Regions from separate parts of the Macaca mulatta genome. Here region 2 is linked to region 1. A link is a contact called in public Hi-C data. All regions are on one chromosome and are shown on one strand. The core of a region is the stretch at or near the end of the contact, and the rest is flanking DNA. Distances in the headings are between cores, read along the strand shown. Region 1 holds the start of PGRMC2 (progesterone receptor membrane component 2). Region 2 holds the start of JADE1 (jade family PHD finger 1).

Region 1 (4,165 bases), core at 777-3,276:
GCCCTGCTCTCTTGTCCCACATGTGCTTAAGTAAACAAAAATGTATTAACCATTTCAGCTGATATAAGATTTCAGTAGACACCTTGTGTTCACATTTATATAACTAGAAGCAAAAACTCTGTAAGCTATGTATTCACTTGGTTGGATTAAATGTGTATATATACACAGAAGTACAAACAACTAAGAAATAAATTACGTAATTCAACAACAAAAATCTCCTATTTCTTATCTCTAGTCCAATGAACAAACTACAAACCAAAGCACTTCTAAAATATCTTCCAGCTACCAACCACTGAAATCAGAAGTATATATTTTTAAGTGTCAATAAATCTCAAACACTTAGAGATTAAATTAAGGAGAAAACCAGCTTATTTCCAGACTGCCAACCCTGTGACTTTAAGGCTTGGATGTACTCTCTCCAATACCAGGTCACTTTAGGTCTCTAATTTAATTATTTATTCTTATTGTAGTCACCACTTTTCTTTTTTTAAAGCTTAGTACTAATCAGTGCACAACCAGGATGTACAGTGTTGCTCAACTCTATGATATACCAACAGGTTCCATGAGTCTGGAGTTTATTAACATAATCCAAAATGTATGCTATAACCACACTGTAAAACAAGGGCTTCTAAATCAACTACCCTACACAAAGTTCTCTGAAAACAAATTTCTAAAAATCTTTAACTTGCATAACTGGCACATGGGGGTATGAATCTACGACTCTTCTAAGTTTTTTCTCCTCAGTTCTGCTAAGTGAAAACACAAGTCATTATCAACGTGTACTTGAAAAGCAGAAAAAAAAAAAAAGAAACGAGAGACATGCCTGCTGGGTATAGGAGCTCCACCCCCAAAACTCAGGGCGAATATCCTTACCAGTCTTTAATAAGCTCTGCATTCTGGTCTGTCCTCATCCCACATACCTTGTTAATCATGGAAAGCAACTCCGAACTAAAACTGGTTTAAAAAGAGTCCGAGGTGTTGCTTATTCGTCCGGACTTCAGAGACTGGAGGGTTGGGACTTTACATGCCCCTAAACGTGGCCTTACGGAGAGCAATACAGCGAGGGAAAAAGGAGATCAGTGGCCAAAAAAAAAAAAAAAAAGGAGCGTGGGGCGGGGGCAAGGAAAAGCAAGCTGTGAATTACAGAGCGTAAAACTTTAGTTTAGGTCCCAACTTCAGAAATCTCCCTTCCCTGGTGCCCCAACCACCCCAGGAATTAGGAGACTCAAAAGAGGTTAAGGGCCAGCGCTGATCGGTGACAAATGTAACGATTTTGAAAAATCCAGCCAAAAAAAAAAAAAAAAAAAAGGCTGCGAGGAGAAATGGCATGGAAGAAAGATGAATGCTGAGAGCTGGTCGCTGGGGCGCCAGCGGGGACCCTGGTTTCGGGAGAAGAGCTGGAGGTGCCCGCAGCTGCGGGGGGGCGGCGTATGCGTAGGGGCGGGGCGGGCCGTCCCAGGTGCGGCGGCCGAGGCGCGGGGGTCCAGGCGACGAGAAGGCTGGGCAAACTAACCCGGTGCCCAGAGGCCTCCCCGTCCGAAGGGGGTCGTGCTTGAGCTGTAGTGGGTCCTTCCCCTCCCCTTCCAACTCCTCACCCGGGCCGTAGAACTTGCTGCCTTTGGTCACGTCGAAGACTTTCCCATTAACCGCGAGCAGGATGCGCGGGTTGCGGGACCCGTCGTACTGGCGCAGCTGCTCCAAACTGAAGTCCCGCTTCTTCATGCGAGGCAGAGAGGCAGCGGGGCTCTCCTCGCCCGCCCCGGCCCCGGTCCCCAGACCCCGCCGCCCCCAGCGCACCCACAGCCGGTAGGCCCCCAGCAGCACCAGCGCCACCAGCGCCACGTTCAGCAGCATCTCCCCGCCCCCCGTCAGAAGCGCCAACGCCGCCGCCGCCCAGCCGCCCCCTTCCGCTGCCGCTCCCGCGCCGCCCGGACTCTCGCTGCCGCCGTCGCTGCTGCTCTCGCTGCCACTCCCCAGGGTGCCTAGCTTCACGTCCCCATCACCCGCCGCCATCACTGCCCGCCAGCGCCTTCCTCCTCCTCCCCGCCCCCTGCCCCCCCCAACCCCACGGCCGGCCCCGCCCATCTGGGGGCCTCCCAGCCAATAACGTGAGGAGAGGGGGCGGGGTCAGGGCCGCTCCTGATTGGGTGTTGACGGGGTAACGTTGTCTCGGATCTCTCCCGCCGCCTCCCTTCTTTCGCTGGCCGCGCACGCGTGCGACGCCCCGCCCACCTCGCCCCACACTTCCCTGCTCTAGCTGCAAGCCTCCGCTAGGTTAAGTAGACGAGGGGGGCGGGTCTGAAGAGAAGATGCTACGGCGGCCGCTCGGACGCTCTTGGGCGGGGCGAGACCACAGCGCGTGCGCGGGCTCCTGAGCGCCACGCGCTCTCCTCTTGCTCCGTAACCCCTACGGGAGGCACGCCCCTCCAGTTCCCTGGCTCTGCGCGTGCGCCCCGGAATCGCTTCGCTTCCCAGGCCTGGGTTCGCGTCCGCAAACTCCCGCCTTCTTGCGCTCGCTCCGCCCGGGAGCTTCACGTGCGCCTTGGCGGCTACGGCGGGGGCAGATCCGGGCGGGACGCCTGGCGGAGGACAGGTGGCTTGTGGGAGGCTGGGGCATAGTTGAGCTGCAAGGCGCAAACCCATGAGGGGCATCTGCTTTTTCCCAGGGCGCTGTGGCGTTTTTCGGGAAACTGGCAGCTTGGGCGCGCAGACCGGGAAGCGGCGAGAAGTTTTGGCGACGAGCTTGGGTCTTCCTGGAACGGAGAGAAAGCACGGAGCCCGCACCGGGCTTCTCTGGCATCGGCAGTCTACGTGCTCCTCGCCCTGGCACCGAGCAGCCACTCCCCGCTGGGTTTGGCCAAGGCTGCTCTTGTAGAATTTTAAAGGATTTAGAGTCTCGTTATTCCTTGAATCATAATCTCTGCGGCCGTAGGGAAGTGGACAGGTTGAGGTCGTCTTTCTATTCGTCATTCACTCTTATTTGCAGATTCTGTTTTTTGTACTTGGGACGACTCACACCTTAAAATTCTGGTGTGAAAAAGTGACCTCTGAAGTCTCACGCACTCGACTCGTTTGACGTGTTCTCTCTTGCCCTTGTCTGTTGTCTTGAGTCTCATAGGATAGGTTTGAACCTTTCACTGTCGGTTTTGGAGGAGCCACTGAGGATACTGATGGGGCAAGTGACAGGGTCGATACTCTTGTAGAGAGGTTATATAGCAGCCAGATGTCTGAAGGATTAGAGGCAGGGGAAAGAGTGGGAAATCAGTAGGCTAGGGTATTTGTGCGTGAGGTGAGGAGACTCAGAGCTAGTGGAGACATTAGAGCAGGGGTTGGCAAACATTTTTTGTAAAGGGCCCGATTATATTTTAAGTCTCTGCCTTAACTACTCAACTCTACCTTATAACGAGAAAGCAGCCATAGACAATACTTGAATGAGTGCGGCTGTGTTCCAATAAAACTATAGACATTGAACTTTTTTTTTTTTTTTTGAGACGAGTCTTGCTGTGTTGCCCAGGCTGGAGTGCAGTGGCTGGATCTCGGCTCACTGCAAGCTCCGCCTCCCGGGTTTACGCCATTCTCCTGCCTCAGCCTCCTGAGTAGCTGGGACTTACAGGCGCCCGCCACCTCGCCCGGCTAGTTTTTTTTTTTTTTGGTAGAGACGGGGTTTCACTGTGTTAGCCAGGATGGTCTCGATCTCCTGACCTCGTGATCAGCCTGTCTCGGCCTCCCAAAGTGCTGGGATTACAGGCTTGAGCCACGGCGTCCGGCCGACATTGAACTTTTAATATAATTTCAGGTATGAAATATTCTTTTGATTTTTAAAAAATCATTTAAATATGTAAAAACTTCTATTTTTTAGTCCTGGAGAGGTGTAGAAACAACTTATGAGCCATATTGCTGAGCCCTACATTAGAGGTACTTGAGGGGAGTGACACAATTGGTAATGAATAACCATATACTCTATCCTTCAATATGGAACACTTTTGGAAGTAAAGTGGGGCATTAATAATTATAGCCAGAGAACAGGAGTTAAATCAGTTTATCCCAGGCAAACCTAAAGGAATAATCACCTTAAGGTTAAGGGTTAGGAGAAGTCAAAATTGCTTTAGGGCTTAGTAACAGAAAATGGGAGGTGCCAGTGAAGGAAATAGGAAGATAAAGAAGA
Region 2 (4,165 bases), core at 984-3,483, 510 kb after region 1:
TGAGTATTCTGAAGTCATGGCATAATTGAGACTCCGTACATGGCACCTTCAGTCCTGTTCAGTGTGTCAGTGTGTGAAGTTTGTGTGCCATTTTATCCCTTTGTTTTTGTCATTCATTTTATTCAATACTTTTGTTGGTGCCTAATGTTTTTGATAGAAAAAGCAAGTAAAAGAGTAAGCAGCAAATGTGAGTTAAAAATTTTCTTCAGACAAATGCGTGAAGTAATGCTGTTTGGAATTTAGAAAAGTTGCAATTTTTGATGGAGAGAAAACCAAGAAAGAGACCAGTGGTGGCCGAGGGAATGGACAACCTCCTATTGCCAGGGCCTCTACTCCTGAACTGTTATGAGGTTGCCTGTTTCCTCTTAACAACCCTTCAGGTTAGGGGCCAGCTGTTAACTTCATTTTATTACCAGGAAAGAAACTGAGGCTCAGATAAAGTTCTTTTATCCCACAGGCACACAAAGTGGTAACTGAGAGAGCCAGATCCAACCATGTCTGGCTACAAAGCCTGTGTACTTCAACTTCTACAGAGAGTATGTGCAAGGCGAACCAATGAAAATAGCAATAACTGAAGTGCAATACTAAGAATAGTAATAATGATAGTTAACACAGTGCTTTACATGTGTGATCGCTTTGAACAGGATTAAGTGAACACATGAATAGGACTGGCAGGGACTCTTTCTATTCTTCATTAGTGAAACAGGAGAGGACACATACACTACTTAGGATTTCCACTGGCTTACTTTGTTTTCTGAAAAATAACTGAAAGGCTCAATTAGTTTTGTTTTGTCGCATTTATCAGATTATAATGTTTTGGATGTGGGTCTGAATGTGGGTGGATGGGCTGGTGTGGGATTATGTGAAATCAAACCTGATATATTCAGAAAGGTTCTTCCTGTGGATACATATGCCTTTTGGGTTCGATACTTAGTTTGGTAATTAGTGATCACTGTTCCTATTTACTGAATGGGAGTTTTTTTTTTTTTTTTTGAGACGGAGTTTCGCTCTTGTTGCCCAGGCTGGAGTGCAATGGAGCGATATGGGCTCATCACAACCTCCACCTCTGGGGTTCAAGCGATTCTCCTGCCTCAGCCTCCCCAGCAGTTGGGATTACAGGCACGTACCACCACGCCTGGCTAATTTTGTATTTTTTAGTAGAGACAGGGTTTCTTCATGTTGGTCAGGCTGCTCTCGAACTCCCGACCTCAGGTGATCCGCCTGCCACGACCTCCCAAAGTGTTGGGACTACAGGCGTGAGCCACCGCGCCCGGCCTGAATGGGAGTTTCTAATCCGTACTTTTTTCCTTTTCAAGCTGAATGTCATATACCCCTCTATTTCCCTAGGCGAATCCATGAAAGAAGTATGTTGCCCTCCATATGAAAAAGCAAGTTTGTCTTCTGCATAAAATCAGTAACCACTCATTTTTAACACATTAATACCCCCCAAATGAATCTCTGATGACTGATCTGATACTAGCTTGTAATTCTAGTTTTAGCATTAGGCTCACTGCTCTTATTTGGGAGAAGATGTCCAATTCTGCAGTAATGTGTAACATAAAGTGGTGTCAATTTATAAATAATATCTTCTAATGGATTAATGCTCATTTGCAATGATCACTTCCATACAAATTTAGGTAAAGATGTTATTCAGAATTGGATTATCTATATTAAAAAATGTCATCCTAATGTGCAACTCCCTAAAACTGTTACTACAAACAACTCTTTTGCCACTCAGCCTAAAAATAAAACCTTTCACCCAAATGACACATCTCAATAGCCACATTTTAATCTACATAAATTTTTAAACTATTTTGAAAGAATCCATTTCTAGATGTCAGACAAGAGTTGAAATTGGGACAGCAGTTTGAAGGGGCTAATTTAAAAACCCACTTCCCTGCTTGGAGACACCTCAAGAATTTCTAGGCTCACAAGGTGGGTGAAGTAAGGAAAGAGACTTTTAAGAGCTAAACAGTGCCGTTCTTTGCGAGTCCCGACTGGCGCAGGCCGAGCCGGCTGCGGCGAGGGCTGCGAAGAGTTAACGAGGGACCGAGCCCCCCAAGTCGCGGGCTCCCCGCATGCTCCCTCCGCCCTCCCGTCCCCACCCTCTCGTTTTGGCAAGGGATTAAAGTGCTCCCCCCTGTGGCAGCAGTGACCCAGAAATGAGTTTGATTCACACAGTCCTTCCTCCATAACAAGCCAAACCAGACCGAGAGTGCCTCCGTGCGCGAGTGCCGGGTGTGTGCGCGCCGGCTAGAGCACGGGCCCGCCCGGCTCCCCGCCCGCTCGCCCGCCGCGGCCCGAACTCATGCAGCTCCGAGCGAGCGAGCGGCGCCCAGCCCAGCGCCTCGGCCGAACCCCTCCGCAGCAGGTACGCGCGCGGGCCGCGGGGGGCGCGCGGGGTGGGCTCGCCGCGCGTGTGTCCGCGCGTGGGTCCGTGTGCGCGTCCCGGTCCCGCGGCGGCGACGGCGGCGGCGGCGGCGGCGGCGGCGGCTGCAGGACGAGCCGAGAGGCTCAGCCATATTTGATGGTTTTGTTGCTTTGCTCGGGAGTTCTCGGGAGTAATTTAATGCCGAAGGTCGCTGCCTAGTGGAAATAATATAGTACGTCATTAATATGGCGCCAAAAGATTGGGTTCTCGATATGTAGCTAGGAGGGAGGGAGGCAGCCGCTGAGCGCAGCGTTACTATCCCACCAGTAACTTGGGCATTGCCGGGGCGGGGGCCAGAGGAGGAGGAGGAGAGGATGATTTTTGGATCCTGAGAATTGATCTATGTTGGATCAGTAAGTTTTATTATGATTTTTTTTTTCAAATTTGGGGGGCTGAAGACTTAGAGCTGTTTCTTCTTTTGGATTTGCGAAGAACATGCGGTTTTCAGGTGAATCATCAATTAAACGCGTTTAGGAGCAGAAGCCCAGTTTAAGTTGCTTTTAGTTTATAGGTTTTTTTTTTTTTTTAATAGAAAGCCAAAGTGCATTAGGCTGCATGAAAGTGGAAAGCATAGTAGCAACTTGGTAGACAGATGGCAATGGCAGAACGCAGGTTCGCGTACATATATGAATCCAGAGTGTGTGAGACCGTGTGTGTGGTGGGACTGTATTTGTCCAAACATAGGTGTGTGTAGGTACATTTGTGTGTGGTGGCCGCAGCCCTGGCTCTTGTCACCGCGTCGCCACATGTCCAAAATATTCATTGCATCAATTCAAGGGCAGTGAGAGGGGGGTGGGGGGCGGGGGTGGAGGGACAGCTTGGCAATTCTTCCGAATTGGGCTTCCAGTGGTCAGATCTTTTACTTACAGCGCGACAGCTTGTAAAGTGTAAAACCCCTTCATCGATGAAATGGGGTAGGGGTTGGCGGTTGGTAGAGCAAAGTACCGATTAATCATGAACTTAAAGGGGATTGCAAATTGCAACCTTTGGCACCATCTGCAAATTGTGGGGGTGGGGTCTCTTGGTCTCCTTGCTTCCTTAAATGAACGTGTAGTGTGTACCCCGGGACTGCAAGTTGCAGAGCCCTTCAGTGCACGTGTCTTGTGCCTGTGAGTCTGTGTTTGCGAGTTGGGGGCTGTTGTTCGGTAGCCAGCAGGCTTTCCGGGTTGCTCGGCATTGGCTTGCAAATGCGGGAGAGGGATGGAATGTGGAATGTTGACCGGGGAACCGAATCCTGTCGGAACGGTCCCATTTGCTGGAGAAATTCGATCCCTTCCACCTCCTTCCCGCTCCCCCCCGCCCGCCTTCGGGCAGGAGGCGGGGCTGAGGACGCGGCTGCTGCTCAAAGTGGCGGAGCGCGGCGGCGGGAGGCAGGTGCACGGCACCCGCCAGTGGGGGTGCCTCAACTTCCGCGGGCGTTTAAATAGCAGCCTCTCTCCCCTCCCACCGGTAATAGGTGACCTAGCGGCGGAGGGCGGCGGGGGGAGGGAACCGGGGAAGACCCGGGAGCGAGCCTCCGCGGCACGTGGGCAGGTGCTGGGTGGCCCCGGGGCCAACTTTTGTAGCCCGCCTCTGGCGTTTGAGGAGAGGCGGCCCAGTGTGGAAATGGGGGCGGGCGGCGGCCGAGGCGCTGCTTCTCCGTCGCTGCCGGAGCGTCACCTAACGGTCCCAGCTGCGCCGCCCGGGCCGGGGTGGGGGATTGCGGGGGCGGGGACGCCCGGCCCGCCGCACCCG

The links. Hi-C and Micro-C count contacts between places; a contact is called where the count stands out from the background.
Region 2: a contact with region 1 is called in a Hi-C map of fetal cortex germinal zone, with 6 times the contacts expected there. The contact joins the promoter of JADE1 here to the promoter of PGRMC2 in region 1. A contact is called at or near these places in 4 of 14 Hi-C or Micro-C datasets (blood, fetal cortex germinal zone, fetal cortical plate and 1 more).

The regions. Positions count from the first base shown.
Region 1 is chr5:137,053,219-137,057,383 of T2T-MMU8v2.0, forward strand. PGRMC2 (progesterone receptor membrane component 2) reads right to left here and starts at 2,027. Exons shown (of 3, transcript XM_001082791.5): 1 at 1,596-2,027. The coding sequence starts at 2,013.
Region 2 is chr5:137,565,176-137,569,340 of T2T-MMU8v2.0, forward strand. It overlaps JADE1 (jade family PHD finger 1), which reads left to right and starts at 2,234. Exons shown (of 11, transcript NM_001266133.1): 1 at 2,234-2,371.